2 separate regions of the Anser cygnoides genome follow, and region 2 is linked to region 1. A link is a contact called in public Hi-C data. All regions are on one chromosome and are shown on one strand. The core of a region is the stretch at or near the end of the contact, and the rest is flanking DNA. Distances in the headings are between cores, read along the strand shown. Region 1 overlaps PIAS1 (protein inhibitor of activated STAT 1). Region 2 overlaps IQCH (IQ motif containing H).

Region 1 (6,040 bases), core at 1,785-4,284:
AATTCTCTAAACACCGATGTGATGCAATATTTAACCAGTTACTGCATGAGCGGATTAATTCATCCATTACTAGTTTAAAAAGCCTTCAGATATTATTTGCATCCTTACCTAGGCTGGTAGGCTTTATCAGCTCATCCAACAAATCATAGAAAGGTAACTTCTGGAGTTTTATGTCGGGATGGACAGGGTGGAGCGCAGATGTGAGGTGGGGGAGTTCCAGTTCGTGTTTAGGTCCCAGGAGCGAAACGGGAAGCAACGGTGACGTGGCGGGGTGGCCATCGTAACTGAGCTGTGGAATGGTAGACGGAGACAAAGCTGCTGGCATGGAGCTCGAGTGTACGCTGGGGATAGATAAGTCTGCAGGCGTCATGATTTTCTGAGGGAACCTTCGCCTATAGAGTTCTTTGATTTTCATTTGTACAGCGGGACTGCAGCCAGCCTTTAACAAATGCAGTGCTTTTGTGAGAAGTTCGTGTTTTCGTCCGTGCTTGTTCCTCCCCGCGTAGCCCAGAAGTACTTGCAGTTCAGAAACTCTAAGGCTCATAACCATTTGCTTAAAAGAAACAAAACAAAAAATTAGTATTCGAGTTACATCATCTTCAACACTAACATCAGACTGTGGCTTACGCCTGTTAAGCATAACATTTTTCAAGGCACACCACCACTGCTCTTCTCCCACTAATTATCTGACATGCAGTGAAACCAGGACTTGCTCACAGAGAGGTGCATCGACTTCCAAAGTCTGTAACGAGCAATTTTAAAGGGATTTCCATTTGCCATAAGGAATTCAGGACCGCAATACTGGTGAAAAACTGAGGCAGGGACAACTTGCCAGTACAAAAAATGAAACTTGTAAGCAGAACTATTTTCTAATCAGTTTTCTGCTAACATCTGTAACATTAACAATTTTATTCATCCAGTTGAAAGTCAAGAAAAAAAACATCACAGATTGACAATATCCAAGTTTCCAGCACTTGCACTTAGAAGCAGCGCCAGTCCTTAACTCCAGGACCCTACTTCACTTTCAAGTCCCTCTCTCACTTTTTGCCATGCAGCATAACTATTCCACACAGGTTCAAAGGAAAGGAGAGAAATGATTGATGCTAAAAAAAATTATAACTTGAGTCATGTGTAACCCCATATGACCACTACTGAGTTAAAGGGAACTTCTTCAGTTTCGAGTTGCTAACTCCTCTTCTCCCATCAGAGCCGCATGTTCTGTTTTGGATAGGGGAGCTTGGCTCTGCCCTCTGGTAATTAACATCTTCATTTGCAGTCTTTTACTGTCTCCCAGTATGGGCTAATGAATCCAACTGGTAGGACTTGTAAACTGCTTCACTTCTTGAGGAACTGAGAAAAGCACTATGCAAAGCAGTGAAACCAGCAATCGCCTGCGCGCACTAAGTACTTCCCCGCCGGTCAAGCAGGAGCCAGAAAGTCAGCTTACCAGCCTGGTTTCTATTTTAAAGCCTGTTTCAGCGCCTGATAGTGGCTTACTCACCACAACAAGGCCCACGACACGGGCTGAAATGGTATTCCTCTGGAATTTTGGACTCGCAAAAAATCCCATGAGAGTAAAACGCCTACAGCCTGTTGCCACAAGTGGCTATCCGGACCTTCCGCGTGAAGCCATTTAATACCCTGAATACTTTGTCATCGATTCCAAAAGATCAAATTCTAAATAGTACTCGCAGTATGCTGTGTGCGCTACAGCAGTTAATTCGGCATATCGGGGTCCTGCAACACACCCGCTGCTGAATAACCAAACTCAGCCCGTGCGTTTGCAAACAGCCTTCAGAGTACAAACGGTCTCATCCTCTCCAGTTCTTCACTGCGTTAAATACTCAGACATGTATTACTCAAGGCCTTTGCCCATCGATTCTTACAGCTGAAGTGCCCCTATTAGGAAGCACACAATCCCCGCTTTAGCAAAAACGGCCTGAAACGCCTGTCAGCTCCTGAAACCTCCAGATCTTCACTAAAAGGGTGTCCAAAGGAGCTCTTTCCCTACACTGAAATAGGTCACGTTATTTAATGGCCCTAGATTAGATGATTCATGTGCTTAATGAGGCGTGCACCCAGAGAGATTTACCTAGCTTTGCCACAACCCTTGTGCTCTGACGAACCGCACCGAACAACCGTGCTGCAAGCCTGGGAGAAGCCTCGCTGCAGACCGGCACGAAGACTTCAGCTCTAACAGGAGCCTGCTGCCATCCCCTGCCCACAGGAGGCTGCTGACATCCCTTCCCCAAGCCCCAAAAACCTACTTCACACTTCCAACTACGGGCCTGCCACGGAGCTACGAACGGGAACAGACGAGGCGCTCCGTAAGAACCGCAACGCCTTACTCTTTCAAGACACCTCTGTTACGGGCTGAAGTGTTGACAGCTGAAAGGAAAGTGAAACAAACAGCTCTGAAACACAGAGAAGCACACTACGATGCTTAACAAATATTTCTTCAGCAGAACGAGGAGTTGGAGTGAAGGGCTCCGCCCGTGACCGTCACCATCAAACATCCCTTCCTGGGCAGCCGGCTCCCGGAGCTGCACCGTGGGCTTGTTTCGCTATAAACTTACAGGCCCCGTTTGCAAAAATGCTGAGGAATAAGAAATAATTGAGCTAAATGAGAAACTCCTGCTACGCTCTGGAAGTTCTCCATTTTTTAAATTACAGGCAATAAGAAGTAAGTACACCGACAGCAGGGCCCATCGCGCAGCCAGGCTCTCGAACCAAAGCAAACAAAATTCCTCCGATTTTCCCCACCCTGAAACAGTCCTTACAGAGAAGAATTTTGCTTGCAACGTTAGGGGCACTAACAGATGGGTCAATTAGAAACAGTCCGTCACAAACAGCAACAGAGGTTTGTGGTTTCGCTCCGGTTTTCCTTTTCCTGGCCAGCCTCCCTGCCAGGGCAGCAGCCCCCCGCAGGCAGCGCCAGCCCATACGCTTCTTTCTGCCGCACCTCGTGGCGATTCAGGCCCTTTGCTGGCTGAACTACATCGGCAAAGCCACGAGGCGTTTTGCTTCGGGAAGCCTTGTCGGTCCTCCCGCCGGCTGGGGCGGCCACGGCTCACTTGGGGCAGCGCAGCTGCAGCAAGCTGCAAAAGCCACCCCGGAGACCCGGCCTCCTGCCGCTGGGATAACCACGACGGTGTGCAGCAGGGAACCGGCCCTGCCGCCGGCTGTTTATCAATGCAATCAAGACGCTTGTTTTCTCTTTCCTAATGCTAAAGGAAGTAACAGGCAAAAAAAAAAAATCAAGGTTGGTTCAAGTTAAACACAGGTATCAGAGACTGAAAGATGGTTTGCGAAGTGTGGTTACAGGTAACGAGGTGTCACGTCCTCGAGTACACCCATGTTCCCCCAGACGTCGCACCGGTGCAGGAGGAATCGATGCCATTTGGCCAAGAAAAGGTTAAGCCGCTTGCCGCTTGCGTAACTCCAGCGTGAGAAGCAGCACTGCGACTGCGAGGCAGCTGCGCAGCCAGCAAACCCCGGCATCAAACACACGGGCTGTGCTGATGGTAGCGTGCATTTCGATACCCGGCATCCAAAATTTGAAGAGAGGGTGAGCAAAACGGGAAAAATTTTCAAGGAGTAGAAGAGTCGAAACCAGCTGCACAGAACCTCGACTTATCGCCGTTTAGCAGAGCGCTTTTTTTGACTCCCTGTAAAGGACCTTCAGAGAGTTTAGAAGGTAACCCCGATCTGTAAACACACAGCTGACATTTCCTGCTCGACGGCACAACACAGCCACGCGTTCCCCCACAGAGGTTGCATTAGTCACCAGGCTGCCTGGCTGGTTGCATACACCCCCCCCACACACATCCCACAGCCCCTCGCCCAGGGCTCCCCACCGCCATCCATCCCTCCCGAAGCCAGCAGAGCCCTTCGCTGTCCCGAGACAGGCTGCCACATTTTATATATCACAGAGGAGGGCCACAGAAGCATCCAGAGGCCGCTTTATTCCCCCCCCCGTTCCCAAATCGGGGCCATGGCTCTGGCTGCCAGGTGGCAGCAGCCCAACCATTCGATCCAGTTCCTGCTGCGCGAGCGGGTACGGCCCCGTTCCCGCGCGCTGAGGAAACCAAGCTCAACCACCTCATCCGGAACCGAGGACGCATCCTTCTCCACGCCTGCTTCAGGTAACCGGCCAGGGCTGAAAAAAAAAAAGCAGCTTAAGGATGCAAAAGCAACCCACGGGCGTCATCCTTCGTCAGCCACCCACTTCTCCCCCAGGGCTGGTGATAGGAAAGGGCGTTCTGCCTCCAGCTCCTTCACGAGTTGCTGCTCCTTTAATGGCTACACCAAAATATCAGCTGTGAAAACTGTTTAAGTCCCCGAAACAAAAAATCTAGACACACCTGGGGTAAAAAGGAACAAGTCGGTGTTTTTTCCGAGACATCCACAACAGCGCTATGACACAAAGAGCACCAGGCACCGAACCACTTGGTTTTGTGAGTGCTATTTAGGCAGGAAAACCGCTTTCCTAGGAACCTTAACTTCTAGAGAACAAACGTGTAGAAAAGCACCGGAGCCGCTGACGTTAAGCCTCACTTACTGTGAATTCGCCGTGATTTCTCTCCGAACAGAGGAGAGCGGAGCAATCTTTGCAGAAGGGCTTTCCCCACGAGCCAGCCCACCCATCGAGGCACGGTGCCAGGCCGGCAGCCTCCTGGCTAGCGCAGCCCAGCCCTTCCCAGCACCACAGATGGCAAGCCTTCGCTTTTCCCCTCCTGTTTTTTGGGGGAAGGATTTACCTGGGAGCTAAGATACCTTTAAAGCTGCCTGGCTTTTAGGTCTCGGGTAGACAATGCTGACAACTGGTCACAAAGCCCAGCACACGAGGCACCCCCTTCAGAGCAGCCGACCCAACCAGCAGCGTTTAGAGCCCCATCCGTCAGACGAAAGCTTTCTGGAAAGGGTTATTTCTCGACTGCCAGGAATCAGCCCCAGGACCTATCTGGAGAACTTCAGTTATTTCCGGATGCTTGTGATAACTAGAAGCTGTGAACAAGCTCCAAAACACATTCGAAGTATCTGCCAGGACAACCAGAACCATTTGGCCGGGTACCACACCACACTGTATGCCTAGAGCTATGCAACAGGTCCGCCACGGCTCCCTAGCCATTAACATGAATGCTGAAGGAGGGAGAAAAAGAGAACGCACCTCGCACTAGCCAGAAGATAGAAAAAAGAAGAAAGAATCGGCATTGTTCTTTTTTTTCCCCCCTAACAAAAGCAACTAGGAAGCATTAGATTACTATGGAAATGGTCTTGAATTAATCTCAGCGTGTTTCCAACATCCAGCTGTAAAAATACAGGAGAGTTCCTGCACGCCATGAACGGGCTCTTTAACCCGTGACATAAATCTTCTGGAGAAGAAAGCTGCACATGAGCTACATCAGCTCTCGACACAGACTAAACTCCTGGGCTCCTAGACACTTCAGATTTGTGAAAATGAGAGATCACGAAGGGAAAAATATTCCCGTCTTTTATGAAGGCACATCCCCTCGTTTCTATCTGCAAGACTTCCACACGGAAACTATCAAGGCTAGACTATAAAAAAAAGAAATCAGTCTACAGAAAAGCTGCAAGAGGGAGTGAAACCACCAATTCATGGAAGCTCAAGCGCCTCTGTGGCAGGCTGTAACTCCCTGCATTTGTCTAACGCAACCAAAACACTAAAAGGTTGAAGCCACCGTAAGTCAGGAGGGAAGGGAGGCAAAAGCACAGAGGAACAGCCGTAAATATGCAACGCGCTGCAGCCTTTCAGGAGGCTATTGGTTTTCATAATGAAAAACTCAGCCGTCCGCCAGCGTGGTACGCACCACGGCTTGGCAAGCAAGGCAGCACTAAAAGAATAGGTGCAAACCAATGGCAGGTACAAGTTTTATTTGCCTTTTATTACATGCCCAGGGAGACAGGGTTTCTTTGGTTAAGAAGCACTCAATGTTTACCCAGTATATCTGTGCTCATAAAGAACATTTCACAATTGCATGACCAAAGCTACACGTTCACCTAGTTGGCGATACAAACT
Region 2 (6,040 bases), core at 1,655-4,154, 220 kb after region 1:
ATAGCTAGGACCCATGAATCTCTTAGAAAAGAAAGAGATCTCAGCTACTATAGCACCGAACAGTTCAACCAGTGGCTTTTGATCTGCAGATGCTTTGCAAGCAGTTCTGAACTTGAACTACATCACACATCTGATGGGAGGAGTATGCTTTTGGGTAATATGAATGAACCCTGGACTGTCCTGCAGCACAGCCAAATGCCAGGGCCAGAACAGCAGTGAAACGGCAGTGTCGGGACCTCGAGGGGGTGGTGTCTCCTGCTGGGAACTGCTCTTGGAGATTCCCATCCATACAATGGTCTGAGATACGTAGTCTGCCTTTTGGTATTCACCCACACAAGGAACTTGGTAGGTAGATGGGAATGCTGGAAAAGCTGACAACTCCTAGCATGGTTGTCCGTAGGAAAATCACAAAGAAATTTGCTTAGCATTCTGGGTTTGCATTTTTAGTGCATATAATGCCGTAACTCATTTAGTTAGGACAAATTAATATGTAATGAAAACTGGTACTCTGTATGTTACATGGCATTGTTTTTCCCAAAAATATGTTCCAAGCTTTGAATCACCATTATCTCTTCCACACGTGAAGAGATGCATGAAACATGGATATCCATTATATACAATGCGAAACAGTGGCACAGCAGCAGGATGGAGTTACCACAGAAATTTACTACCCAAGCACAAACACTGCATCTTTTCAATCTAAAATTTGGCATACAAATATAGGATGTTAACATATCTGGAGAAAGCCCCCTCACAGAGTCCCTGATTTGCAGTGATTAGAAGATGGTTTTACCTGCACTGCCCAATATGGACAAACCTGGGCTCTCTTCTGAGCTCCCCACCAGCTGGACACTGGTAAGCTCTGATGCAGGTGCCATGATGGAGTTAACGCAGGAAGCCCTGGTGAGCTCTCAGCACCGTGAGAGAACAAAACTTCCAGCTCTCAGATTGGAACTTATTAATGTTCCTTTAGCTGGAGGGCAAGAAAGAGCACGGCAACAGTCTAACTAGGCGTCTGTAACAATGGACTGTAAAGGACAATAAGGCACTGCATTACTGATCCTCAGCAGTGATACCACCTGCTTGAAAAGCAAAAACTGGGGGGAAAGCTCAGCTTTTCTCCAGGCCTGACTTTAAGCAATATATGTAGCACCCTGAGTTTACATACAGCTTGCATCCTAGTCCTATGGGAGAGAAAACCGACTCGCAGATGTTTGCTCACCAACAGCCAAAGATGAAATATTCTTACACTTACCCGTGTGCAAACTCACACGTTAACATCCTCTAAACAAGTTCTTTGCCAAATGTGACAGCCTCCAGTACAGAAACCCAGAATTAAGGAGTTGGTGCTTATTGAGTTAGAATTGTATAAGAAAGATAAACCAGAATTAATATAGGTTACATGCTTGGATAGGACATATGAATGATAGAATAGCTGCCTATAATTCATTCGTAAATGAACATTTGAAGCATAATGGAGAAATAAAAGGAGATAAATATTTAAATGGGCCCAAGATTAACAAGAATATGGCATACAATATGGTATAATTACTCCTTATAACACTTAACAGCGACTTTGCAGTCTTATTTACCTTGACTAAGAAATGTTTGGAGGAATTTTTCCCATGTAGGGAATCGTTTCTCATTGACTGGCTGTACGTGCTGTGCTAAAAGGCCCGGCAGCTCCTGGGAGATCTTCACCAAAGCTGGCTCCTGCAGAAACAAATTAAATAGAACCACAAGCAATTTTACTACAGAAATGAAAACTGCTTGTGGGGTGATTAAAAACCAGGCCTCCAACAGGCAAAAAAAAAAAAAAAATGTGGTTACTGTTTACCCACAGTCAGGAAGCCTTTTTTAATTTTTCTACTTACTACTCTTCCCTCCTATTGAAAATTTTCCTTCTCTGAAAGACAATTCCACCCCCCACCTTCAGTACAGCATCTATTTCATTATAATTTATATCAATAATTTGATCTGGCAACTGAAAATGCTAAGCACTTGGTAACTGCTTAGTGATCAATACCAGCAGTCAATAACTTCTACATTGTTTATATTTTGGATCTGAGCATATTGAAATAGTCACATATACCAGAAATACTTTTATGGACTTTATGTTTGAGCTGTTATATAACACAAACAGCCTCTAGTCACAAAGAAAAGGGGGGGGGAGAGGAATAATCAACCACGAGTGTTTTTAAAATGGGAGACATTCTTATTGCACTCCCCAGTCTGTAACAAATTCAGAAGTGTATTAGTGCCTCTATCTTTGGTAGAATTTGATTAGTCATATTATAGGAGATAAACAAGCTTTTTCCTAGTTTCAAGTTCTTTACTATATTATTACACACACAAAACAACCCCATTAAATACAGAAACTAACTGCATTGCTTTTACTGTTCAAAAATGTCCCAGAAGTACGCGAGCATATAAAGTGCAAGGACCCTGACTCTATTGCTTCAGGCTCCTTTCCTTGCTGCTTCATAAGCATCCTCCTGCTTCCCCTGGGTCTCTTTGCTTCTGTTTTACATTCTCTCTCTCCAGCATCCAGTGCTTCAGAAGATGACCAACTGTCCTCTGATCTTGGCAATGTCCTAAGCCACAAGCATATTATCAGGAGCTCTGGAGGAACACGATAAAACCTTATGGCTAACATCTAGAATAAGAAAAAAAAAAACACCTATTTTTCCAGATAAGTGAATTTGAAGAGATGGGTTTTGTCATGAAAAACATGATGTAACGTAACCAAAAATACAAATTCAAAATCAGCGTACTGTGATTTATCTAGTAAAATGAGAAGGAGCATGGGCCAATAACTGGGGTGTCAACTCCACGTATGGGAGACCTTGGTACATCTTGTTCCTCTATGCGATCTGCCTGGTGAGACTTTGGAAAAGTGACTTTCTTTCTGTGCCTCAGCTGTCCAGCCACAAAAGGGGGATAATTGCTGTGCCCTACCTAGATCGTGTGGAATCGAGGAAAAAATGTATGAAAATATTGAGGTGCTTAGATATGACAGTGATCTAGGCTACGTGAGCTCCTGTCATATAAGGAGAAAAGTAAGTTGTTGACTTTAAACACCTCAGAAAAAAAATATTTAAAAATGGTTTGAGTCAGCATATCAACATACTGCAAAGCATAAACTTAACCTTATGGCAAAAACAAAGGACTATATACAAAGCAAGATTCAAGTTCAGAATTCACCCAGAGTTGGGTCCTACCCGATAGCTTCCTTCCAAAACAAATCTGTAACTAGCAATTTTGGGTTTTGATAGCTCAGCTGACTAAAACAACAGAAAAGTGAGCAAATATCAGTTGGCCTTGTCTTGGTTTGTATTTGTGTTGAAATATTGCTAAGCCAAGAAGTCACAAGATCAGGTGGTTTGTTACACAATGAAAATAAATAAGAGCTTTGGAGAGAGAATCTGAGCCATGATGAATGTCATGGAGCTGCTGACCTACAAATCAGTTTGCACCTGTCAGTGCATTCAGCAATACCTCTGTCACACCGAGTCTCATCCCTGAGATCTAATGACTGGGTATTGAGCAATTTAAACAGAAATCTAAAAACAAACAAACAAAAGAAGAGGTATGCCATGGTTGCCTGAAAGCTTTTGATGAATTACAGGGGGAAAAAAATAACAATAATCCCTGCTGGATGCGTAGAAGCATTTGAGAGTGCTGTGACCAAGCCTGTATAAATAAAAATTAAACAATGGCTATGTGAACTGGGCCGCAATTTCCCACTGCAACAATTTTGAGGGACATTAGGGCAGCCATGCCAATTCCACGGAGCAGTGCTGGGGACAGTTGTGACTCCTTTTAGCCAGAGTTGTTTTCATGGATCACACGCTGCCGCGAAAGAAAGCTCCCTAAACTGGGTGCTAAATCAAGCAGAACTTCCAAACTCCGAAGAGAAACTTCACTGGTTCGTAAGTGGAGGCTGCTGGCAAGACACAGAGCCCATTCACCTCACCTGCACGCAGAGGAACACGTGTGCCACTACTGCCTGTCCACGAGGGACATCAGACAGGCAAGACTCCTGTGGCACTTCCTCAATGGACCCAGTGTTGCTTGCTTAAATAAGGTGAAATAGCACGGGAAGGGGTCATCAGCGCGGGATAAATGCCTGTTAGGGCCGTGGGGATGCCCATCGCCAGGCTCAGGAGCACCTTGCAGTTCAAAGCACCCTCTATACTAGCTGACTGCGAAGGCTGCGCGCATCAGAACCAACCGCCTTACTGGAAGAAGATGGGGGTTTTTACAGAAATGACTGATTCAAGAAAATCTGAGAAATGTTCTTGAGAGATCAGACCCAACCTAACGGTGCTTTTACCAAGGAACGCCTAGATAATCCAGGTGTTCACACAAGGAAGATAAGCGACCGCTTTTTCAGGATCAGCACCTGGAATTCTAGTTGAAGTTTTTTTTGCAACTGTAAGCTCTAAAAAGGCAATAATCCTGATTATAGGGAGTTTTACTAGGCAAATTCAAGCCCAGATCCAACATTCACTCATGGAGTCAAACCCTTTAAAAGGATCAGTGCTCTGTAGGCTAATTTCATTTAAATTGGACGGTATCTCCAGCAGAGCTTACCAATGTTTTCTCTCTTGATGTGGCCCAAAACGATTCAGAATCATAGGCTCAGTGTAAACAGGGAGCATTTGTTCAAATCTTTCAGCTGATTTTTCTTAGTACAAGAAAAAAATGAGCAGCCTAAATGCTGTTTACGTCATGTAGAAACCTTTAAATCTGTCCAAATGTTTTGCACCTGTTTATAATGCTGAATGCGCATTAAAAAATTACACATGTTCTCTCTGAATCCAAAATAGTTTCTTGCCCTTCTGCATGCTGAATTTTAGAAGGCTTTTTTAGAATAGTGGTTGCAACAAAAAATAGGACCAAATGTGGCATATGCTGAAGGAAATCTTCTCGAGAAAGATCAGTCAACAAAGAAAAGCCTGTTGAGAAGATAGGTACATAAATAGAAAGAAGAAATAGAGTTAGAAATAGGAAGAAAGACCTGGGAACAGAAAGAGGCTGCAAAGCAGAATGCATGAGAAAGTCCTGGGGCTTTTTAGCTAAAAATCAGATTGAAAGGAAATTATTTAGACTTTGCAAGCAAACAGAGTGAAGAAAGTAACTTCCAAGTAAGTAAAGCTGACTGGGCCAGAGAAGAACAAAATCAGCAGACAGATCCTCAGCAAAACAAACTGCCATAGCTTTGCTGAAGTCAATGAAGCTATGGCAATTTATGCCACTTCAATGGCACTATGACAATTCACACTGTTTATACAGTATATCCTTTATATTGTGATCAGTGGAGCTGTGATAACTTATTCTAGCTGCCTTGATGTGAATTGGTCCAGCCCAGCTTATTCTTATGTTCTCAATAACATCAGCAAACACGGCAGTATTAGAAGAGTCCAGTAACTGCTTTCGGACTGCAGTCCAAATAAGTTTAATTACTTCTTATTTTGCAAAACTGATTCAACAATTTCTTCAAATTCAGACAGATACCTGCTGACCAGAACCACAACCTACCCCACTGAACAGAACAATTTGAAAGGTTTGTAAAAATCAAAACAGTTTTGGATATGATACACTGATTATCCTATCTACTTAAAAGTTTGCAACCTGATTGAGAGCCCGAGTATTTAATAATAAACTGCAAATTTCAAAATTAAAAAGTGCCAATTTTGCCTTCCATGAGCTGGAAAAGTATGTTCTGATAGAAGGTAACATCATGTAAAACAGCCATCATTACCAAGTAACACAAATGTTTTTCGTATGTAAAATTGCTTTGTAAAATATTTGCTCCATCTGCTGAAAGTAGCAAAGACAATTTTCCCTGATAGCTAATGGCCCATTTCAGCTGTATGGCAAGTGATTCACCGTGGCTGCGACTTGCATTAAGTAGAATGGCGAAAACAGTGCACAGAATTCTCCACTTATGTAGTATTATCTACTCACTGCTTCCTGAGAGCCCGTCCCTCATTATCACGGCCTTCGCTTTGGATCAGCACACAGGACTAGGGTT

The links. Hi-C and Micro-C count contacts between places; a contact is called where the count stands out from the background.
Region 2: a contact with region 1 is called in a Hi-C map of liver, with 8 times the contacts expected there. The contact joins two enhancer-like sites. A contact is called at or near these places in 2 of 7 Hi-C or Micro-C datasets (both in liver).

Annotation. Positions count from the first base shown.
Region 1 is chr11:1,673,322-1,679,361 of Taihu_goose_T2T_genome, forward strand. It overlaps PIAS1 (protein inhibitor of activated STAT 1), which reads right to left. Exons shown (of 14, transcript XM_048046224.2): 2 at 109-553. Among named protein-coding and RNA genes, the nearest start is that of PIAS1, 18 kb to the right of the region's middle. Within about 2 kb of position 3,035, at least 1 of the 3 cell types and tissues checked has open chromatin away from gene starts, as enhancers often do. A contact at or near this core is called in liver, where this site is marked.
Region 2 is chr11:1,894,182-1,900,221 of Taihu_goose_T2T_genome, forward strand. IQCH (IQ motif containing H) reads right to left here. Exons shown (of 21, transcript XM_048046202.2): 15 at 1,593-1,713. Among named protein-coding and RNA genes, the nearest start is that of C11H15orf61, 28 kb to the left of the region's middle. Within about 2 kb of position 2,905, at least 1 of the 3 cell types and tissues checked has open chromatin away from gene starts, as enhancers often do. A contact at or near this core is called in liver, where this site is marked.